Linked DNA regions of Sus scrofa: all the other regions are linked to region 3. The links are chromatin contacts, called in public promoter capture Hi-C maps. All regions are on one chromosome and are shown on one strand. Each heading gives the region's core, a stretch centred on a gene start, on an enhancer-like site or on the middle of the called end of the contact. The rest is flanking DNA. Distances are from core to core; before and after follow the strand shown. Region 1 holds the start of PUS3 (pseudouridylate synthase 3). Region 2 holds the start of RPUSD4 (RNA pseudouridylate synthase domain containing 4). Region 3 holds the start of CDON (cell adhesion molecule-related/down-regulated by oncogenes).

Region 1 (4,723 bases), core at 279-2,778, 150 kb before region 3:
CTCACAGCAATGCCGGATCCTTAACCTGCTGCTCCAGGTCAGGGATCAAACCTGGGTCCTCATGGATAGTAGTCAGACTCGTTTCTACTGAGCCACAATGGGACTCCTCTGCCTTGTTCTTGACGCTTCTAGTCCAATGAGGAACACCTAAAATCTGGAGATTGTCAGTTTTAGCACTTAAGCCAGAAGAGTGACAGCAGGCATAGTGGGTTATTCAAAGAAAAAAAAGCTGTGTAACAAAAATGAATGACCTTAACCATCTAATAAAATACATTTTCTCTGTAATGTTTAAGTTATCATTCATTCATTCACCAAGTTCCATTATTAGGCATTTAATCAGAGAAAGAAATAATCAGTGACTCAAAGATATATGTAAGATACATTCACTGCAAATAAGTAAACACTGCAAACTACCCAACATTGGGAAGCTAATGGAAAAATGAAAATTAGATGAAACAAATAGGTTACAAATCATACAGTATGATCTCAGTCATGCTGTACATCCAAGGCATAAATAAAGATCAACATCTAACTCTGGATGGTGGGATTAAAGACAGTTTTTATTTATACCTATTTTTTAAAAATTAAAAGCCATATGGCATTTAATAATCACAGCAATACACTCCAATAATTTACCTTCTTCATATAGATACACAAAAATCTCAAAGCCTAATGTCACCAAATCACAAAGTTTCCAAAGTGATTATCTAGTTCAAACCAATATTTAATCAAAGAACTAGTCCAAAAGGGTTAAGCAGGCAATAAGACACATGTCAAGAAGCCTCCTGACTCAGTACAGTGCTTTCACCAGCACACCACACCCTTCTGAGGGTGAAGTACAGTGGTTCCCACGCGGCCACATAATACCTGGAAGGGGGCCACCAAATTACTACAAAGCGGGAATTGCGTGCATGACTGTGAACACAAAACAGTCATCGCAAGAGTTTCAAAGTATTTTTTTGAAGTTAAAAAGTTTTAGTACAGAAAATATTAGTAACTAATGGAGTAAAAGAAAACGCATTCTCCATGATAAACTTATTTTAAACCAAAAAAGGGAGGAGGAATAATATTCAAAGGATTAGGAGACACGTGCTATCATCACTAATAGCAACTCCCCTCCCCCAAAATTGGAAAAAAGTTGCTATGCCTCCTCACCCCATATACTACCCGATGTCGACCTCTACTAATATTCCGTTTCATGAGCAAAAAGAATTGTGAGGCAGAAGAGACTTACTTAACTCCGAAGTTCCAGGGCTCTCAAAGAATCGAATTAAAGAAGCCCCTATTGCTGCACGTTTCTGACAAAGAGCACCAAAAAGCCCTAGACACAAAAACACAGAGTCTTAAGCAAGGTCCCATTTTCACACTCAAAAAGTGTTTTCCTGAAAAGACCAACGTACAAGAAAGGGGGTAGGGAAAGAGAGACCATCTATTTGTCCACTTGTCCGTTTCTCTTTGTATAACCCAGAAAATCACCCACCCCAAAACCCACACGCTCACCTTCCGCTCCTCCGCCACGCAGCTTTTCTAGAGGCAGGAAGCAATCATTTTGCGTCTTCTACGCGCGCGTCCGAGGTCTCATGGGAAATGTAGTCCACCTTTATGGGAAATGTAGTTCTAAGAGCCAGGAATTCCCGCTTGAGGCTGAAATCTGCCTAATGTTTTCTAGTTTGGCCACCAACAAGGCAGAATCTAGGGCATGCGATAGGATAAGAGTAAAAGATAGGATTAATTCTAGTGTGCTAAAATAACAGAAAAGTAAAATTTTCAAATAGCCGTTATCTTTACATGAAAACTGAAAGAAACTGGCCTGATTTTATAGGTACTTAAATTAGTACAAAGTTGCTCTTGAGAATCAAAAACATTTACAATTAAATTGAATCCACATGAAAAGGCTGAAAAGAAATACGACGATCTCAAACGATTGAGATGTCTGAGAGTGACCAGAGATGGGGAGTCTTGCTTCAGCACCACGGAGAGATCATAACACGGTTTTTGTTAGGACCAGAAATGCTGATCCAGATCTCAAGATTCCAGTTAGAAAACTGGAAGAAAAATAAAGTCCGGTTCTTTTGTCCAAATTTAGCAATCATTAGTGCAAGGAATCGATCTATCTGCAAGGATTACGCAGGTACAGGTGGGAGGTGAAGATTGTACCGAAAGGAAAACCGTTTTCTCCGGAGTACTTTAGCAAGAGGCACCTATCAGAATTAAACTGAAAAAACCAGCCTGTGGAAACATTACAGGTATCCAATAACAGGGACAATAGCTAGAACTTGAACGAGTTTACTTCCTCTCTGCATCTGTCGCATTCGAATGCATTTGTCAGGTGAAACACACCCATTCTGAGTCTCCACTTTCCTATGCAATTCGCTAGGCTTTCTAACACCTTGCAGTGAAGAAACGGAAGTTTGGGGGGTAGGAGGACGCGGGCGTGAGAGCTTGAAGTATGGTGCAGGGATCCTGCCTCACCACCAGGAGACTAATCTGTGGAGAAGATGGTGGGGTAAGAGAGGTAAGACTCTCGAATCTGTGCAAAGACTACTGCCTAAGGCTTACAGTCCTGCTACTGTTGACTTAGCATAGGTCGGCCGCAGGTGTGCTTTCACAGCGATAGCGTCCAGGCCGGGTTTCTAACGCCTGGTGCAGGTAGGGGGCTGATCCAACAGAAACCTTGCTGCAGGAGGATCTCTACAGCCCGCTCCCTCGGCCTGCGCCCCACCCCCCACTCCTCTCCCGACTCCTCCCACTTCCCCAGAGCTCCCGCGCCTGCGCGCGGCGGGTGTTTTCCCTATACCCCCGCGCCGCCCTCAGAAGAAAGATAATTGGCCGCTGGGTGGGGCCCGGCACCGCCTCGCGCCTGGTGTGGTCGCACGTGCTGGGGCGGAAGCCGAGATCACAGCTATGGCGTCGTTACTTTGGGGAGGCGACGCCGGGGCTGCGGAGAGCGAGCGGCTGAACCGCCACGTAACCGCCAATGAGCCGGGGAGGGCAAGGGGGCGGGGGCTAGAACAGCACTCTCAGAGGAAAATGTGCAGGGGAGGGGAAGGGGGAGCCCCGCTAGCGTTTTGGAGTGGGCTGTCAAATGGCAGAGGGGAGATGTGGCAAGGATTTGGAAGAGGCCCACGGGAGAGGCGACCCTGAGAGAAATAAGACCTTTGGTTTGAAAGGGCAAAATGAAGACACCTGCGGGAGGGAAAGCAGCTGGTAACCCCGGCTAGACGCTGAGTTTTCTGCTCTCTTGATTTGACATTGAGCCTCAGTAGCTTCCATCTCATCTACCAACTCGCTTTCTATCTACCATACCTTCTGCTGTGACTCCCAAGGAGTGTCACATTTAGACTAGAGGCTAATAAAGAGGATCTTCATTTACAGGGGCAGCAGAAAGTCTCCAGTTTTAGGATAATTCATATGGGACACCTCTTCCCGAAAGGAATTCATTAATACGTAACATTGCAAAGGAAAAAGTATTGGCATGGTCTTCCCTGCCTCCCCTCTGGCCCCTGTTAGGGGGTAGCACTGGGCTGCTTGATGGCTTGCTTCCTAAGGTTGACTGAAATTTGTATCTTTCAATAGTTTTCAAACCTCATCCACCCCCCGAAGAACCTTCGGGGTATTAAGAATACTACTGTCCCAAACGTAGGTGAGTAAAGCAAACTGGCCTCGACTCATTAAAAAGCATTGCTTTCCTCATGTCCCTGGCAACCTGGGCTCCCTTAATTTAACATTCAAGGCCGACCACTACTTTCACCATCTTTTTACCCACTCCTCCACTGCTTAGTTCTTCCTGATGTGCACTCTATAGAATGAGCAAGGGGAACTGGGACAATACAGTCTACATTTCTGCTTAGCAATTGTCTTTACAGTTGTTTCTCTTCCATCCTTGTAGATGGTTCTGTTAATAACACTGAAGAAGATGATGAAGAAGATGTAGGTAGGAAATAAATTCATTTGCGTGTATTTACTGGCATTCTTTTACTGGTTTCAGTTACTTATGACTTTCACACTGTGAATAATATCTTAATTGGAAAAGAACCATCTGCGGGTCTGTTTTCTTTATGAATATGAATATTAGAAGAAATGTTAACTTAGCAGTGAGGATTATTTCTTTAGAGGAAGTTGAAATCAAATATATGGGAATGGGTTAGGAATTTTCAGCCGGCAAGGAAAAATTAGGTCTGGTGGCAGTGGATATTGTCTTACTTGAGGTTAGAGGCTGGTGTAGCTGCAGAGCATAAGAAACTGGATCCTCATTGGGGAAAAAAAAAAAAAAAAGAATTTTCAGTGCTGTGTCATTCTTTCTAGAACCTTCTTTAAGAAGAAAAATGAGAGTAGGAGCACTTGCTTAATATACAACCACTGAGTGGAAGGAAGCAACTTATTAGATGGCAGTCAGGAGGCTTGACTTTCCCCCTGCAATATCCCTTTTTTCAATCCTTGCTTTTCTAGTGGATTTGGCAGCTAATTCACTCTTAAACAAGTTAATCCGGCAGTCCTTAGTAGAATCCAGTCACCGAGTTGAAGTCTTACAAAAGGATCCCAGCTCTCCACTCTACTCAGTGAAAACATTTGAAGAGCTGCGGCTGTGAGTATTTTTACATCAAGTGTAGGAAATGCCGGAAAACATTGAACAGAACAAACTAATCTGCTAATAATAAAAACCATCTTCATGTTCTAATATTCAATATTCAAATGAGATGTGGACATTTTGCATGCAGTGAAA
Region 2 (4,739 bases), core at 557-3,056, 130 kb after region 3:
TGCAAGACCATGAGGCCTTTCTGAGGCATTACAGAAGAGCTAAGAGAATGGGCTTTGAGGGGAGATATTCTTGGGTTCATTCTGTGTTCCCTCCTAACTAGCCATTGACCTTGGACAGATTACTTAATCTTTCCAACTTTGAATTTTCTCATCTATAAAATATAAGTATCTAATTATTTCACAGAGTTCCCTGGTGCCTGGCAGGGAGGCATGCGTTGTCACTGCTGTGTGGTTCTAGTTACCACTGAGGTATGGGTTTGATTCCTGACCCAGGAACTTCTACATACTGCATATGTGGCTAAAAAAAATTAGAATAAAAAACAGCTATCTCATGGGAAATGGAAAGGCAAGAAGCTATTCTGAGGGTCAAGAGAGGGGGGAAAAAAAAAACACACAAAGTACTTGGCAATATTTGATTTAATTCCTTATCTTCATGTACAACCTTCTCCATACCGCCCCCTGAGCATTTGTTCTTCTAGCCTGGAGTGAGTCAGGAAAGATGGATTTAAAAAAAAAAAATTGCACTTGTGAAAAGGATTTTGCTAGGGGAAAACATGTTTTTGGCATTTTTCTATATCAGTCTTTCCTGACTCACTCCAGCTGTCTCTAACAACTACACAGAACCTTTATTCAAAATCATTACGTGTCCATTAAGTTCTAGACACCCTGGGGTTTTGTTAGGTATACATCAACACACAAATTATGTCCTCTTTCCCAGTTTTGATGGAAACTAACTTGAAGGCAAGAACCACACAGCCTTTGTACTTTTTCTATAGCAATCCCCACTGGAGGTCTGCAGACAGCAAATTCTATAAATCACTGCTAATTGCCAGAAGTCTGGAAGGTGGGGACTGTCTTATTTATCTCTGTGTCCTGGGTAGTGCCTTACATAGACAGTACCCCGCAAAAATTTGATTATTTTGAAAGAGAGACTTCAGAGAGCCCCGGAAGTAAAATCAGTAGAGTTGCCCCTACTTAGAGCAGAAATCAGCAGCAGGGCCCCCCCTTCCTTTCCCACGTGCTCCTTACCATGCACAGGGAGACCATAAGGCTTATTGATGACCAGCAGGTCCTTGTCCTGGTGGACAATTCCTCGGCTCAGCGCCTTAGCAAGCACATTGGGGTGGACTCGCTGCAGCTGCTCTGTGAACCGCACTAGTTCTCGTACTCTCCGCTGAACAGGGTTCGTGGGCACCTACAGGGAGAGAAGGAGCGACGGGAAACGCCTGGTGGGAAGGACCTTCAATAAGTATAAGAATTTGGGAAGGGAATGCCTATACTTGTGCCTTAGTCTCGTGCTTTCCCCGAGTAATCTGAAAGCAGGGGTGTCTTCCTTGTACCCATGAAGAGCTTCGGGCCGAAGTCCGCAGGAACCAATGATCCAATGCACAAGAAGCTACAGTACACTACTGCCTTCTCCCCTTCGCTTTCTTCCCATTCGTCCACCACTGTCCTCGACTTTTACGTGAGACCTGTCCGAAGACCTCCCTCCCGGCCTGGGAAACCAGTGAGCGCACTGCCTCTTGGGAGTCGTGATCCTTCTGGACTCACCGGCCCCTTCGCCTTTTGTTTCTCTTTCTGGGCTCGGAGCCTCTCTGCCAGTTGCTGGGCATCCATGGGCCTAGAGGCGGCAGCAGCGGAGCAAAGTCGCTTTGAGACGAAAGTGAAGAGACTCCCCAGACACTGTCCGGAACTCCGGACCCAGAAACCTGGCACACAGCAACTGGGCACCGCCATCTTGCCGAGAAGGGAGGGCCAGCTAAAACCCAGGGCAGAAGAGGGACCAGAGCGAGGCGGGAGTGGGTGTGTCTTAAGGTCACGTGGGGCGGGCGGGGGCGGGATTCTGGCCGAGTCACGTGGGGGCGGTACGCGCTAAGTGCGGCTGCGCCGGCCGGTAGCTGCAGCTGGAGCGGTGGCGTTTGGAGGAGACGCGGTGAGTGTGTGGGGAAGCCGAGCTGGGGTTTGTAACTACCGGTACTTTAACGCCTTGACGTTTCTACGTCCCAAGAGCTTACCTTCTCGGAGGTGCCTGTGTTGGGAAACCGTTTCTCCCTTTGGGAGACGAGCCCACTGAAAACCACCTCCCCGCCCCCGCGCCCTGCAGAAACGATGCCCCATAAACGCTCGCTCCAGAGCAGTCTTGGGCGCCCACCTTGACCCTCCTGGCAACCAGGTCCCAGCTGTTCGGCCAGTCCCCGGACGTCGGGTCCCCGTTGCTTTCCGCTCGACCTTCGGAGACGCGGGATCTGAAGCCTTTCCACCCCTCACCTCCTGACTCCCAACCTCTTTGTTTCGCGTTGTAACTAGTCCTCTCCAAGGGTGATGGGGAGCCCTTCCGTTATCCAGGTCCCATGTTTCCTTCCTAGGGAGCACCCTGAATTTCTCCTGCCTTCTTGAAGAATTCATTTCTTGGATTGCGTCTTCTCACCCCCACCCTCTTCCTACTCCTTCCCAAGGGAAGACAAAGTACAGAGCACGAACCTTCTCTTCTCTTTTCTGCTTCCTTCATTTTTCCCCTCCGTGGTTTGCAACCGCTCCAGACCCTCTCTCCTCTTACAAGGTGCAGTGTTTGGAGTCCCATGCCCAAACTGCTAGCGACTTCACTAAGTCAAGACCGTCTGACTTCATTAAGGGGTGGCAGGGAAAAGGAACCATCTGGTTGGGATGGTAATGTTAAAAACACCTTGGGACATACCTGCCATTTGTTAAGAAGAAAGCTGACGCCGAGCGCAGAAGGGATGTCAAAAAATTAATGGATCTGTGCTGACGATAGAGGAAACAGTTTTTGACTCCTTAGAAAGAAGGCTGCCTGAGAAGTTAGAGGAGGTCATGGAATTAGTTTTACCTCCTACTCCTATAATAGGGTTTGGCTGAAGGGAGCCATATTGAGCATGAAACAAAGTTGGACAGATAAGTGGAGCCAGCCAACTTGAGGAAGAATTTGAACTAGAAGTGATTAAGTAGGGAGGAGTCTTTGAAGCTTCTGGAGTAGGAGAGAGACTCCTTGAAAGAGGAATTTTCAGATTGAAAATGTGAGGAATTTGATAGCAGGGCAATCAGCTAGGATGCTGCAGTCTAGGCTGTCGGTAGTAAGGCTTTGCTTCCTTCAGTGGTCTTTTTCCCTACACTGTACTATTCTTTGAGATTGAATTTGAGTTGAATAGATCAAGATGTACCATTGGCAGCTGCAGTTGAACTGTGAGTCCCTTAAGGACTTACTCATTTTTTCATCCCCACATCTGGTACAGAGTAAACTCACAAATCTTCCTTAGCTGGCTAAAGTGCATCGTAGGCATGCATTAGTTGTATCTGAACATTTTGAATTGTCTAATTTTTGTCCATTTTTGACCCGAAGAATGGAGGTAGGACTACATGTGTTTACAAAGGGGATGGGGGAGAAGACCTGTGTATGTTTCTGTAGTAAGAGATGTGATTAGGGTATAAATGTGAGGAATTCCAAAGGGAATTGGGAAACGTTCCTCTCTCCAACTGTTTTTCCAACAGCAGATTCTCAGGAAAGATGGATTTATAGAAGTCGAGAATTACTACCTTTTACTAATATGCCCCAGACTTTAACTTAACAGTTGCCCATCACATGTTATGTAGGTACATGAAGCCTCCTTTCCAAAGACTCTGAAACTTGGACATGAGGACTTGAATTAATGTAAATTACAAACTTGGACATGATAACTTTAATGGGTTTGTGTGGAGGCTGGGAGAACCTATTTCTACCTTAACCTGTCCTTAATGGTGTTCATGAAGTGATTCCTGTTCCTGTAGAATTGGCCTTCGGTGGCAGGAAATAAAATGAAGAGCCAACTCAGATGTCATTGCTGGTGACACAGAGCTGTGTTCTTGGGTTTCAAGTTAACCTGGGGCATATACTATAGTGCCTAGGAATAAAAACACTGGTCACTTTTCTTCTGAAGGAAGTTTTAGGTTTTCCATGTTGAAACTTTGTAAGAGAAATTTGGTGAATTCAAAGTTTTTGTTTGCATAGTATCACAGTACAGCTTTAGCCAATATAGATGCAGAAGTTTCTGTTTCCTTAATGTTTATCCTATGAGTCTAGGCAGTTGTTGATTGGAAATCAAGTTGCTCTCAGTACACAAAAATTTATGGAAACATATATTGCTTCCTTCCTCTTCCTTGTTAAGTTGAAAACCTGTTCTAGGCAGTTCATTTTTCCACTTCTACACCCATCTCATTTTTTTTTTTTTTTTTGGTTGAGGACTTGTCTGATACATAGATTTTGATATATCATAGTATGTGCCCTCAAAATAACTACATGAAGAAAAACTTGCTAATTTATTTTTAAGGATATTTTCTAACCTGTGCAAGAACAATAAATCCTCCTTTTTATTTCATAAATACAAACAGGGACTGACTAATAAAGGAACTTGTGTTTCAATATCACAAATTTAAGGTTAATTAGTGGCATAAGGTTAAATTCTAGTTCCTTGAACAATGATTTGCTAGTTACACATTAACCAGTGATTCATTTTCCCTGAGGAGCAGGAAGTACTTGGATATTGTTTTATGGTTTTAGGGAGATTCAAAGAAGCAATTAGCAGGAGCTCTCTGAAGGTGCCCTGGAAAATGCAGTTATTGGGAGCTGGGAGATCTGGGAACTAGACTCAGATCAGCTGCTTGTGAACTTGAGCAAATAATTGGGGCTTCAGTTTTTTTTGTCTTTTAAAAGAAGATCCTTACCAGCTCTAAGCTTCATATCTTCTATG
Region 3 (4,653 bases), core at 1,979-4,478:
TAAAAAGCCACATTAATAATATCACCTCAAGACCATTATTCAGGGGACAGATGACAATGATACTGTATGTTTTAAGCCTGACAATGGGGGAAAGAGCACAAACAATAAGGGAAAACTTGAAGGATTAAAATTAAAAAAAAAAACCAACAAACGAGTTTTTCATTTAGTTGTAATCCAATATTTTTAAAGTGACATTAAGTATATTCCACATACCACCTCTAACTGTAACTGAAAAGAATCAAGTAGAGCCCTCCTCCCCACTCTCTTGAAAGTGAATTAGTACCATGCACGCAACACAAATCTATAAATGGACTGTTAACAAATCAATGAAATGTTAACATGATATAAAAATTTAATTTAAAACAATAAAGCATTCTCTAATTCAAGAAAATTTCTTGAAAAAAGTACCAATCAAAATCCACTGTACAACCAAGTCCTTCAAAGCAATCTATTTAGCAACCAGACTCCAAATTCTCTAACCTAATTAGTTTCTATCAAGTAGAAAGATCACAATATATCTAAAGAAAGACTATCTCTAGACAACTCCTCTTCTGCTGTGTTGCCTTAGCTACACTCCTACATAGGACAGATGCTAATAACAAGGCAATGGAGACTTAACGATGTGTTAAAAATAACAAATCTTCTACTTAATTATTTTTCATTTCCTACCTCCAGTCTGATTTCACTAAGATAAAGTTTAATTTCTGAAATCATTTCTCCGGGATTTTACCTAGAAGCAGTACCAATTTTTAGTCTAAATGCCTACAGAATAAACACTTCTAGAAAAGAATAATTATACATCCACTTCTAAGTGGACAAAACCATAAATGAAATCATCTAGAAAGTCATGAAAGTGTAAGGGCAAAAGTGGAAAAATAAGAAGGAAGCACAAGAACCAATCAAGAAGTTTTACCTGACCTCTTTAGAGCACAGTCCTATGACAGAAGGTCTTACTCCAGCATAAAGCCTTTATCTTTATATAAACCTTGCAGATGGGGGGAGGTAGGGGGGCGGGGAAGAGAGGGGTCCTATCTTAAAGTGAACTTAATTCCTTCCCTGCAAAGTCAAACCACCTGCAAGGAAGGCAAGGAATAAGATTGATTTAGAAGCCAACCTACACGAGCTAGATCAGTATGCTCCAAGTCCTAAGGGTTCTTTGTACTTCCCGGCTTGAGAGTCAGAGCTGTTTAAGTACTTTCCACAGAAGAGGAGGTTGATGAGAAACATGGCAATCAATCAAAGCATCCCAAGTGAGTTACTACACAAACAATAGCATAGTACCTATAGTAACTGATTTCCCTGGTTGACTAAACTATTCAAACAAAGACAGATTTCCCAAATACTACATCCGAGTTTTTGCATGAAAGTTAAACAATACACACTTGTGTGTGTGTGTTTTTTTAATAGAAATATAAATGTTTCTGCTCTACACACTGCCAAACACACACCCAGGGCACGTCTTTACAAAATGAAACAGGTTTTCCCCATTCTTCTCATATAACTTAAAGTATGAGGCAGTTTATTTCCACATGTGCAAAACAGAAACTACAGTATCTGGTGCCTCTCTGGGTTCCTAAGAATGCTTTCTAGTTAAGCACTAATTTAAATTTTCCAGAAATTTTCTGGAGTTTTCTTTCATCTCTTCCTAAAAGTTGAACTACCCCCACATTTTCAGCTAAAATAGATTACCCCTAAAAATAAGCTATAAAATGTAATAGAACGTTTAGAATTATTCTGAGGATAAACCTATTTCATTCTTCAGCCCCCTCCCCATCCTCTCCCAGCAGACATAGTATGCCAAAAGTCAGCTGAGGTGTCTGAGGGCTGTAGCATCAGTGAGGCATGGAATCAGAACTGGCCTCTTTGACTGGCCATTGGTCTGAGACTAAATCTCATGTTACCTTTTAGTCCAATCTTCTGCTTTCTCAAGGTGTCTGAATTAGGACCCAGAGGTTCTGTTAATGAGCTTCCCTAAATTCTAGATCTCAACTGGATAACAGCCTGCCCTTAAGGCACCTGCCACCCTCTGGAGTCCGGACTGGGAAAGGCAGGCATTCTATAGAAGGCTCCTTTGGAGAGCCTTCCACCTGACTTGGTGAGGTTAGGGAGAACAATGAAGGGAAGGGCGAGAGAGCCTCTCTATCCCCCTCAGTGATTTATTACAGAAATCCCTAGATGTGGAGAGAATGCAACAAAGGTCTGGAAGCTGCGGAGTGAAATAAATGGCGAGCTGCAGTGTATTTAGCAAATGATAATGCAATCCACAGAAAGCTTTACAGAGGAGAAGGAAAAATACGCTCCCTGGGGCTGGGAAGTCACTGAGTCTATGAAGGCAGAGAAAGATACATTGTGCAGGAAATTTCTCTTGATTCTCCCTAACCATAAATCACTGTGTCTGGAGGGCGCTCTGCGGGATGGAGGTTGAGAGAGGCGAGGGACCCCGCTCCCTTGGGAAAACATGCTGGCGCCCCAAGCTCCCCGCTGTGCTGCATCTCACCTGCCCCAGCGGATCATTGTCAAAGAGATTTAACAGTGTCACTGACACCTCACCCCGCCTCCTCCCACGAGGAGGCTCAGAGTCCCCGAGGACTGGGGACGCCTGAGCTCCCCGCTGCGCATCCGTCAGCTGCCCTCCCCAGACCCCGCAGGCAGCCTGGACCCCCACGACCTCCGGGGCATGCTGGCCCGTCCACTCTCTGACCTCCACCTCCCAAGCCTCGTGGCTCCCAAGCCCGGTGTCCCCAGGCCACCCCTCCCACCGACCCTTAGGTGGGACCCCCACCCCCGCACCTCTGAGCGGGGCTGGTTAAGCCCCCAGACCTCCTGCGCGGCAGCCGGCTCCGAGAGCCACCCCCAGGTCATCCCCCGCGCGCTGGCGGCGGCTACGGCGGCGGCTGCTGTCCGAACGGGCCCCTCCATGCACCAGGCAGGGCACCGGGAGGGCGCGGCGCCTCGCACGCCGGAGCGGGGACGCGAGGGCAGGCGGCGCGGAATCCCGGTCTCCTCACACGGAGCCGCGGGAGCCGGGCACCCGGGATTCAGGGGAGGGAAGCTGAGGAGAAGAGGGGGGAGGGCGGAGTCACTGGGGCGCGCCCCCGCGGCCGCGCTCCTCCCCCGCCCAGGCGCGCGGGCGCGTAACCCGGCGGGCGCTGGGCCAGCGAGGAGCACGCGAGGAGCGAGAGGAGGGAACCCGGCCGCGGAGGCCGCAGCTCCCCGACGGCCCGCGCCCGGCCGGAGGGTGCGCGCGCAGCCTGCCAGATCAGCGGCGGGGGGATGGGCCGTACCAACGTGACGGGGGGGCGCTCTGTGCAGGCCCTCCTCCCAGTCCCACTCCTGCTTGCTCTACAAGAGACCCCCCCCCCCAGGAAAGGAGAGGATAGTTTCTGCTTTATTTAGGAAAATGAAGATGAGCTGCCTTGGCATTTTCCAGAGTTTTCCATATGGCTGCACTCACTTTCCCCTCACCTTTGCTTCCCCGAGAGAGGCGTCATTTCGGGCCGGTCCACTACTGGTCTACACGCTCCCGGGTTTCCCCGCTTAGGCCCCGCCCCTCACCCATCCACCTAAGTTGTCTGAGGAGCCAGCTAGTCCATCCCTTCTGTTGGTGCCTACCTGGTATCTCTTTTATAGTTCCAACTTCCCGCCCCTTTTGGTTCCTTCGCGTTTTTACCACTTTCTGTGTTTAGATTCTTAGACAGCTTCGTCTGATTCCCCACCACACTCGCCCGGCATTCACATACGTGCAGGCAGGTAACAAAACTTCTCAGAGACTAGCAGAAGCTCAGTGTCGCCTGGTCCAACCAGCACGGCCTTTGGCCCCAGAGTCTTACCACTTCGTCCTTTGGACGTGCCCCAAGTGATCTGATCCCACTGAACTTCAGTTGTTCAAAAAGAAAAAAGGGGAAAATAATTTCTGTTTAAAAGGTTGTTGCGAAGCATAAATGTGATACTTGGTAGAAAGCACCTGCCACTGCGTGGACATTCAAGGACTGTGACTTCTATATAATAATAATATGTATTATTACATATATGTGTATTGGGTTTTTTTTTTACCATCGTCATTATTACTTACTATTTAACTACAAAAACAGCCCTAATGATACTCACAGTTCAAAAACACTCAGTACTGAACATCAAAGAAGCATGACAGTCTTCCTTACCTTTTTTCTTGAATTTCACAAGCAAATTTTTGAAAGTATAGTGGTGTTCAGACAGTTTATTGTTTTGCTTTAGCTATATCCAGGGTCTTTAGGAAAGCATAAGGTCCTAAGAAGGACAGTACAGGAGGATAAAAAAAAGAGTTCTATTTCTTTGTTTTCTATTGTTCCATTTTTTACTTATTTAAACTGAGTCTGGATGTTATTAACTTAAGCTGTATTAAATGATTTTTCAATTAGCAAATAAGATGTATAAACATTGAAGATTTATCTAAATTGAGATTTTTGTGTGAATGGAATGGAAGTCTTACAGGTTTTTTGTGGCACTCTGCAAGAATCCTAGCTGCCCTATACGGCAGCTGTCCTATTCCAACCCTTCCAGGTTCTACTCTTGGGGCCCCCATTGATTGTGGGCACCCCCAAACCTCACAATGTCATTTGAAAATCACTATGCCTATTACTCATAATCAGACCTAAGAAATAATCATGATGTTTG

What was found. Promoter capture Hi-C pulls out the DNA fragments that hold promoters and counts their contacts.
Region 1: a contact with region 3 is called in a promoter capture Hi-C map of liver, with 2.1 times the contacts expected there. The contact joins the promoter of PUS3 here to the promoter of CDON in region 3. A contact is called at or near these places in 1 of 5 promoter capture datasets (liver) and 1 of 2 datasets of contacts at active chromatin or transcription factors (skeletal muscle).
Region 2: a promoter capture Hi-C map of liver shows a contact between it and region 3, with 2.3 times the contacts expected there. The contact joins the promoter of RPUSD4 here to the promoter of CDON in region 3. A contact is called at or near these places in 3 of 5 promoter capture datasets (fetal liver, fetal skeletal muscle and liver), 5 of 47 Hi-C or Micro-C datasets (embryonic fibroblasts, epiblast stem cells, fetal skeletal muscle and 1 more) and 1 of 2 datasets of contacts at active chromatin or transcription factors (skeletal muscle).

What each region holds. Positions count from the first base shown.
Region 1 is chr9:53,027,023-53,031,745 of Sscrofa11.1, forward strand. PUS3 (pseudouridylate synthase 3) reads right to left here and starts at 1,529. Exons shown (of 5, transcript NM_001244722.1): 1 at 1,501-1,529. HYLS1 (hydrolethalus syndrome protein 1) reads left to right here. Exons shown (of 3, transcript XM_013979548.2): 3 at 1-285. DDX25 (ATP-dependent RNA helicase DDX25) reads left to right here and starts at 2,428. Exons shown (of 10, transcript XM_021063099.1): 1 at 2,428-2,515; 2 at 3,890-3,934.
Region 2 is chr9:53,307,386-53,312,124 of Sscrofa11.1, forward strand. RPUSD4 (RNA pseudouridylate synthase domain containing 4) reads right to left here and starts at 1,807. Exons shown (of 7, transcript NM_001244957.1): 1 at 1,552-1,807; 2 at 1,030-1,195. The coding sequence starts at 1,737. It overlaps FAM118B (protein FAM118B), which reads left to right and starts at 1,813. Exons shown (of 8, transcript XM_005667489.3): 1 at 1,813-1,933.
Region 3 is chr9:53,175,653-53,180,305 of Sscrofa11.1, forward strand. It overlaps CDON (cell adhesion molecule-related/down-regulated by oncogenes), which reads right to left and starts at 3,229. Exons shown (of 20, transcript XM_021063103.1): 1 at 2,791-3,229.